2 separate regions of the Zea mays genome follow, and region 2 is linked to region 1. A link is a contact called in public Hi-C data. All regions are on one chromosome and are shown on one strand. Each heading gives the region's core, a stretch centred on a gene start, on an enhancer-like site or on the middle of the called end of the contact. The rest is flanking DNA. Distances are from core to core; before and after follow the strand shown. Region 1 holds the start of LOC100192712 (Pentatricopeptide repeat-containing protein). Region 2 holds the start of LOC100281766.

What was found. Hi-C and Micro-C count contacts between places; a contact is called where the count stands out from the background.
Region 2: a contact with region 1 is called in a Hi-C map of endosperm, with 3 times the contacts expected there. The contact joins the promoter of LOC100281766 here to the promoter of LOC100192712 in region 1. A contact is called at or near these places in 2 of 25 Hi-C or Micro-C datasets (ear and endosperm).

What each region holds. Positions count from the first base shown.
Region 1 is chr7:24,848,119-24,852,317 of Zm-B73-REFERENCE-NAM-5.0, reverse strand. It overlaps LOC100192712 (Pentatricopeptide repeat-containing protein), which reads left to right and starts at 1,667. Exons shown (of 1, transcript NM_001137914.1): 1 at 1,667-3,233. The coding sequence starts at 1,703. The coding sequence ends at 3,019. LOC100273640 (Protein LAZ1) reads right to left here. Exons shown (of 6, transcript NM_001148056.3): 5 at 4,084-4,199; 6 at 3,273-3,965. The coding sequence ends at 3,645.
Region 2 is chr7:25,044,696-25,048,749 of Zm-B73-REFERENCE-NAM-5.0, reverse strand. It overlaps LOC100281766, which reads right to left and starts at 1,869. Exons shown (of 2, transcript NM_001159453.2): 1 at 1,724-1,869; 2 at 1,241-1,643. The coding sequence starts at 1,781. The coding sequence ends at 1,465.

The DNA.
Region 1 (4,199 bases), core at 418-2,917:
AATGCCATCAAAATCTATATCAATCCTTTCAATGCCACTAGAAATTGGTTTGATCTATTTGGATTTTAAATATTCTAGAATAAAAAAAATATGGACCAATTCCACACTTTTTAAAAACTTTAGTACATTTTTTTGTAAACACCAAAAATTACTCCGCTATATCTGTTCGGTCTATTTGATTCCTAATATTTTTTTCAAACTAACAACAAACACTAATGATAACAGATGGAGATAAATTTTAAAATCAATGTGATATATTTGCATTTCAAAACTTTTAGGTTCAAAAAATTTTCTATTTTGAAAATTTTAAAACCAAATAGATCGAACCAATTTCTAGTGGCATTGAAGGGATCCGTATAGATTTTGATGGCATTGGAGGGATTTGCTTTAAATATAACTAACGGCGTTAACTTGAAACTAACGGCAATGGCATTTAAGGGATTAGAATTTAAATTTGATGGCATTGAAGGGAAGCTATTAAATCTGATGGCATTGAAGAGATTGGTATAAGTTTGGATGGCATTGAAGGAATTTTCTCTAGAAACATACCATTGGGGCAAGGAGCAACATTGTATTGACTACGAGTTTGACTTACATCCAAAATCCTACCATAGGGAAGAAAGGAGAGGGGGAGTGACAACACGAGAATTGTTTGGAAAGACAGGGGAAGATGGCATACGTTAAGGGTGTGTTTTGTTTAGCTTTCTAAACCATATTCGCTGCCAAAAATCTAAAATCCCAACCAAACGAGTAAAACATCGTAATAGATTCCTAAAAATCTATATATTCCTCTAGTTCAATTCAAAATCACCTCCTACTCCATATTTTTTGTATTCCTATTATCTATGTTATCAATCTATCATGCTCTAACAGAATCTATAGTTGCTATTTATTTTAACCAAACATATTTTAGTTTCTTCATAACCATGAACTCGCAACAACTTTCTTACAACTCAAAGCTAGAATCAGATTTTCAGAAATCTACAGCTAAACCAAAAAGACCCTAAGTGGAAGATGGTAGGGGCAAAATAGACTTTTTGTGTGCCTACACATCTAGGATATGGTAGGTTTTCACATTGGTGCGCCATATTAGGCTAGTTCCAACCTTTTTAGGCTATCTACCACCACATCAGCTACCTACCTCTCGTGCACCCAGTTTTAGCAAAAATGATAAAAATGTAAATTAGTTACGAAGTATGTTTGATTCCATGAGACTAAACTTCAGTCTTTTTTAGTCCCTAAATTATTAAAATAGAACTAACAGAGAGGAGGAAATCTGATTTATTCCCTTTTAGTTCTCATATTTAATAATTTAGAGACTCGGTAGTGACTAAATTATAGTCACATGTAACCAAACACTAAATTATACTGTTTAGCACACGTAGAGATAGCCTATGGAACTAAATAGTTAAGGCCATGTTTGAGACTACTTCAGCTTCACAAAATTTGGTGTGAATATGATGAAGCATATCATTATAAGCTTCAAAAAATCATAAAGTTAAAATTAACATTTAGATAAATCATTTTGTTTCTTATCTAGATTAAAAATATTAATAAAAATATTTAAATTTATATTATACACCGCACCTTCACGATAAGTCGATAAAGCCATAAACACACCCCCTAAATATCTCGACAAATCCTCTCTTGGACAAGCCGAACCTTCGCTCGGGTGGTGCCTCGGGTTCAGCCAACCTCGCACATGGCGCGCTGCTCCGTCGCGAAACCGCTCTGCGCCACCACCGCGACTCCCCGCCTTACCCGTCGCTGCCGGCAGCTCTCCGCGAACGCCACCACCCCGGCCATGGCCACCAGTAAAGCACGGTTGCCGGCCCTAAACAAACCGGCCAAACCGCCGCCGCCTCTCCTCTCGCGTCCGAAGCTCCCCGTCCCCACCAACACCGCGACTGACACCACTAGCGGCAAGGATTGCACCAAGAAACCACCGCCGGAAGCTACGGACTCACATCCGCCCTCGTCCGGCGCCGGCGACGTGCTCCGCCTGATGGACGCGCTGGGCATCCCGCCCGACGAGGACATCTACATATCCCTTCTCAGGGAGTGCGCCGACGCAGCAGAGGTGGCCTCCGTGCACGCGCACATAACCGCCCGTCGCGCCTCCGATGGACTCCCGTCGCCGGTCGCCAACCGTCTCCTGCTTTCTTACGCCGCGTGTGGGGACATCGAAGCTGCCCGCCGGGTATTCGACGGAATGCCCACCACTAACGGCATGGCGTGGGCGACCATGGTGTCCGCCTACTCGGATGGCTGCCTCCACCATGAAGCGATGCGTCTGTTCGCCCACATGTGCCATGGAACGCCGGTCCTGGACGGCGATTGCTACTCCCATGCCATCGTGGCCGTGCTGCGGTCATGTACCCGTGCAGGCGAGCTACGTCTCGGTGAGCAGGTACACGCTCTCGTCGTCAAGAAAGGCAGGATCCACGGTGACATTGGCAGCTCGCTAGTGCAGCTGTACTGCGATGGAGGCGGTTTTCACAGAAGCGCGCGGCGAGTTCTCGCGACGACGATGCAGCACCACTGTCAGGAACCAGTCCCTGAGGCGGCCTGGACGAGCCTGATCACATCCTGCCACCGTGAAAGCCTACTGAGCGAGGCTGTGGATGTCTTCAGGGACATGGCGTCCTCGGGCGTTCCAAGGAGCAGCTTCTCCCTGTCGAGCATCCTCGCGGTGTTCGCAGAGTCACAGGACCCAGGGTGCTGCTGCGGGCAGCAGGTGCACGCCGACGCCATCAAGCGCGGCGTGGACACGAACCAGTTCGTTGGCTCCGGGCTCATACACATGTACGCGAAGCAAGGGCAGCTGGCGGACGCCACCAGGGCGTTTGAGACGATCGGTGGCAAGCCTGACGCCGCGTGCTGGAGTGCCCTGGCCATGGCCTATGCTCGCGGCGGACGGTACAGAGAGGCCACCAGAATCATGTATCAGATGAAAGCTGCCGGGATGAATCCTTCTAAGGAGATGGCCGATGCGGTTAGGTTGGCTTGTTTCAGATGATAATCCTGAACTACTAGTAGTCTGGTAGTTGTTGCCGCCAAAGAGTGAGTTACTTTGATTGTACAATTGTGTTAAGCAGACGCCAGTGCACTGGTGTCTGGTTCCAAATGATAAGGTACTTTTTTTCATTTAGGAGGCCGCCCTATAGTCATATGCTGTACTACTCATTAACTACTCTCTTTTTGTAATGCTGGGCGAATATGGTCTAGGGCCTAAAATAAGATGAGTATACCATTTCAGCAACAAGGAAATTAAGTCATCATACAGTTAACCACTTGGATCTCAGTGCAACCTCGCAGGTTATATAAGTGAACCTTTACAACAATCAGTACACAAACCACGTTCAACCGACACCCATGACCCACCTCATCGGCAAAAGGAATTCAGCAAATCTACGACAAGTTGCTTACACCGCGTATTTCCACTTACACCTTGAATTGATCTGTCAGCTTGGCTCATCTTTAACCCACCCAAAGAAGAAAAAAACATAAACTTGCCCCCAAGATGAGCGAACAATGAAACGTCGCCGACATGTGACGTTTCTATGTACAACACTACACCTTAATCTATGATCAGCTCAACAGCGCTATCGCCCATTTACACCATGAATATACACCTCAACATGTCATTGTTCTCTTGCATCAGGAATCGCAGGGACCTCATCAGGATGATCAGATAGCTCTACGTTGAGGAAGCTTGAGAGGTCGTATGGTTCCGCGGAAGCAGTTCTGTTCGCTTCCATGACTTGGGAGGGCATTGTTTCTGCCTGATCAGGCTCATACATCAAAAACCTTGACATCCCTGGAGCCTTCGAGTTCACAACGGTGACTTCCGCCAGCTCCACTATGTGCTCTCCGGTTGGCACCATAGTGCTGGGGCTGTATTTTGTTGGTTCATCCTCCCCCTCGTTACTGTACAGCACATACTCATGATATGTAGGTGCAAACTGCAATGTGGGAGAAAACAGTTAGCTGATCCCTAGAAATTGGGATACAGGGAGATCACGCATATGCTTCGCATCTGATACCAGGTCGAGCTGTGAAGGGAATGATTTGCTAATTTACCTGGTGTACAGTGTCATGATAGAAGTCATTGAATTTCATCGCGTGAAGAAGGCTTCCCCTAAAGCCACCGAAAGGGCGGGCATTGGAGCCAGCGTATTCCTTGTAGGAGAAGGAAA
Region 2 (4,054 bases), core at 620-3,119, 200 kb before region 1:
ATTCAGAAGATCAACGAGACGGAGATGGACCAGGAGATCAAAACCCCATCGCCAAGGCAAGACTTCACTAGGACTACACCTTATAACCACCTCCACCTCAAACAAGAGACTTAGGAGCCTCTCCTCCCTCTCTCGCCTTGCTTGTAACACATACTACGAGCTTTGATCATGAATGGTACCGGTAGTGTAAGCCGTTGATGACTGAATGTAGGGACGTTTTGTCCGAATCAATATAAATCTTGCATCCAATGCACACATCCTTTGGAGCCCGAAACACACACAATAAATTTATTTGTCGGAGTGAGGTTCGAAACACCGATAATCTGAATCCCCCTGCAATAGAAAGCTGCAAGGACGTGTTCAAGAAAGAAATGCTCCCCATATGTTATAGATGCACATGCTTCTATTAGACTTTGGTTGCGAACCTTGTAAAACATTTTTCCAAACTAGCTCGACTCCCTGTGCGAAGTCCACGTACCCTACACTTCCTGTACCCTTTTTCTTTAATGAAAACAATGTAGGGACCCCGTACAGTGAATTATTAAAACAATGCTAGTCGTGTGGAGCCATGGTACGGTGTCCCTAATAAAGTTATCCCATTCCAATGGCTAGAACATCCAAGGTGTTTCATGTTACGATCCCCTTTAAGTACTCAACAAAACACAGAAAAATATTCGACAAACTCTTTACCGAATGTGGCTCCAATAGACCCTTTGCCAGTCTTTTTACCTAGAGCTCTGGAAGACACTCGGCAAAGAGGAGCTTATTTGCCAAGAGCCTGTTTATGCCGCGCGTTTTCCTCTCGACAAACTTACTTAGTCCGAGCCGAGTGTTTTAGTTCGCCGAGAGTGGCACTCAGTGTGGGCAACGACTGTTATATAAGTAGTTCTTCTGTGCAAGCGTGCAAGTAAACCATCTAATACATTAGATTACGATCCAACCACAGATACAACCATGGTTTGTTAGGGGTTTTTTATAAAGATTATTGAGCTGGTGATGTAAGGGTTTAAGTGTTAAATATGACCTACGGTTGGATCACGATCTAATGAATCAGATGGTTTGCTTGCACGCTTGCACAGAAGAACTGCTTGCATAGCAGTCGTTGTCCTCAGTGTGCTCGATAAATTGTTCTCGGCAGAGTGCCGAGCACTCGGCAAAGAGCTGGATTCGGTAGTGTATCGGTTTATTTTTTTCTACGATAAACACAAGAAAACAGGTAAAAAAAATTTCTCGCACGGCAAAGTCCAAACGCGCCATAGAGTTCATATATGCCAATAAACACGAGCGCTGCTAGCACTCAGCAGTTCCACGTTCAAAACAGGCTTTGTTCCATTACATATTATTTAATCCATTAACTTGCTGGTACTGCCAAATATTCGGTAACGCATGCATGCATGTTTTACTGATCCGCTGCGGCTATGCACACGCAGGACACGAGCCGAGGCGAGGCGAGACGAGGCAGTACTAGCAGTCCCTGGTGCAGAAGCAGCGGTGGCGTAGGCCCTTGCACACGCCGCCGGTGAAACCTTCGGTCAGGCAGACGTTTGCGCAGTTGGCGTCCCTCGAGCAAGGTCCCTTGAAGCGGAAGCTCTGCGACTCGCACTTCCTCGCCGACACCATAGTCACCGGCCCGCCTTGCGTCCCTGCAAAACGCAAACAAACATGTGTAATCTACACAATGTTTTTTTTGCATGTATATTTATATATCATGGCGAAGGCGTACCGGTGTAACAAACGAGCAGGAGGAGGACCACGAAAAGCTTGGTGGAGAGACCGCCCATTATTCTATCCTTTGAGATGGAATGGAATGGAGAGTATTTGTGTGTGTGTTGGCTATAGAGATATAGGGTATACAGACGAAGCTATGGTATGGGCACCGTACCGTACCCTTCTTATATACTGCTTGTACATAGGTTGGTTGGTTGGTTTGTAGCGGCGGCACACAGAAATTCTTAGATGGTTTTACAGAGGCGATCGAGCACACAGATTTATTATTTATTTATTTATTATTATGCCGTTACAAACTGGCTGGCTATAGCCTATAGCCAGTACAATTGACCCAATATATGGCAGCCATGAATGTGCTGCACCGATGTTGTCACTGCCATGCCGAATGCGTGTCATCGATCGCGGTACGTCGCTCATGAGATGGGCCGGGTGGTGAGTACTTACGAGGTATGAGCTGTCTTTTGTCTTTTTTTTCTTGAATCGTCGCTAGCTAGGGGAGATGCTCGCCGTGCCGTCGTCGTTGCACATCTTGACAGAGAGCCTGCGCACCCCGCCGCCGCTAGCTAGTGGAGGTGCTCGTCGTGCCGTTCATGTTTAGGGTATCTTTTGGATATAAACTATTTCAAAACCATGATTTTGAAATACTACGTTTCAAAATGTCATAACACAACCGTAGTATTTTTTTATATCACTTTTAGCAATACATGTGTCGGCGTTTCGACCCCGGGGGTCCCTGGACCGACGAGTGAAATTGTCGCTGCATGTCCCAGCCCAGATGGGTTGGCACGAGATGGAACACAAGGGGGAAGAACGCGGCTTGTGTTATCCTGCGCCAAGGGGGGGATGCGCTTGCAGTAGGGGTTACAAGCGCTCGCGAGGGAGAGAGAGAGCGAGTCTGCTCGTCAGCCCGTGCTCCCGCGCGACCACCCTTCTGTATGAGGGCCCTGGCCCTTCCTTTTATAGATGCAAGGAGAGGGTCCAGGTGTACAATAGGGGTGTAGCAATATGCTAACGTGTCCGGTAGAGAGGAGCCAGAGCCCTATGTACATGCCAACGTGGCTGTCGAAGAGGTGCTAGAGCCCTGTGTACGCGGTGTCGTGGCCATCGAAGGAGCATTTGAGCCCTGTAGAAGCACAGCTGTCGGGGCTGCTGGGACCTTGCTGACGTCTCCTTGCTTCCGTAGGGGGCTGAGAACCGTCGTCGTCATGGACGCACGCGGGGAGCCATCATTACTTGTTACCGGGGCGAGCCTGGATGGGACGTCGGTCTTGTTCCCCCGTAGCCTGAGCTAGCTAGGGGTAGGGTAATGATGTATCCTCCGTGGCGCGGTCGGTCCGAGCTCAAGGTCGGGCGAGGCAGAGACTCCTCTTGAGGCCGAGGTCGGGCGAGGACGCGATTCCTCCCGAGGTCGAGGTTGAGGCCGAGCCCTGGGGTCGGGCGAGGCGGAGACCACCTTCCGAGGCCGAGGGTGAGGGCCGAGCCCTGGGGTCGGGCGAGGCGGAGGCCATCTTCCGAGGCTGAGGGTGAGGCCAAGCCCTGGGGTCGGGCGAGGCGGAGACCTCCTCCTCAGGCCGAGGTCCAAGGTCGGGCGAGGCAGAGCTTCCTGTTGCGCCTGAGGCTAGACTTAGCAGTTGTCAACCTTACCCTGGCGAGTGGCACAACAGTCGGAGAGGGGCGAGCGACGTTATTTTCCTGTCAGGTCGGTCAGTGGAAGGGCAAAGTGACTGCGGTCACTTCGACCTTGCCGACTGAGGCGCGTGTGTCAGGATAAGGTGTCAGGCGATCCTCGCATTGAATGCGCCTGCGATGCGGTCGGTTGGTGAGGCAATTTGGCCAAGGTTGCTTCACAACGAAGCCTGCCCGAGCTGGGCTTCGGGCGAGTTGAGGGCGCGCCCGTTGCTTGAGGAGGCCCTCGGGCGAGGCGTGAATTCGCCTGGACTACTGTTCCCGCCCTTGGCTGGGCTCGGGCGAGGTGAGATCGCGTCCCTTGAGTAGACGAAGCCTTGACCTGAATTGCGCCCATCAGAACTCGAGCTAAATCTATGGCTTTTTTTCCCGCGGTGCGTGTGCTTCTGATGATAGGTGGGTTGCATTGCAGGAAGGAACTGACGGTAATAAGCTCAGCGTCGTGCCTCGAGCGATCCAAGAGCTGTTCTCTCGCGCTTTGGAGGACGGCTCATGTGCCTACTCTTTCTCTATGAGCATGCTTGAGATCTACCTGGGGAGTCTCAGGGACTTGCTGGCAGCACCGAGGCAACCTCTCTTCAGGCGAACAGAGTGCAAAGCAGCGGCATGGTAAATAAGACTGTCAGTTCAGTTCACCTGC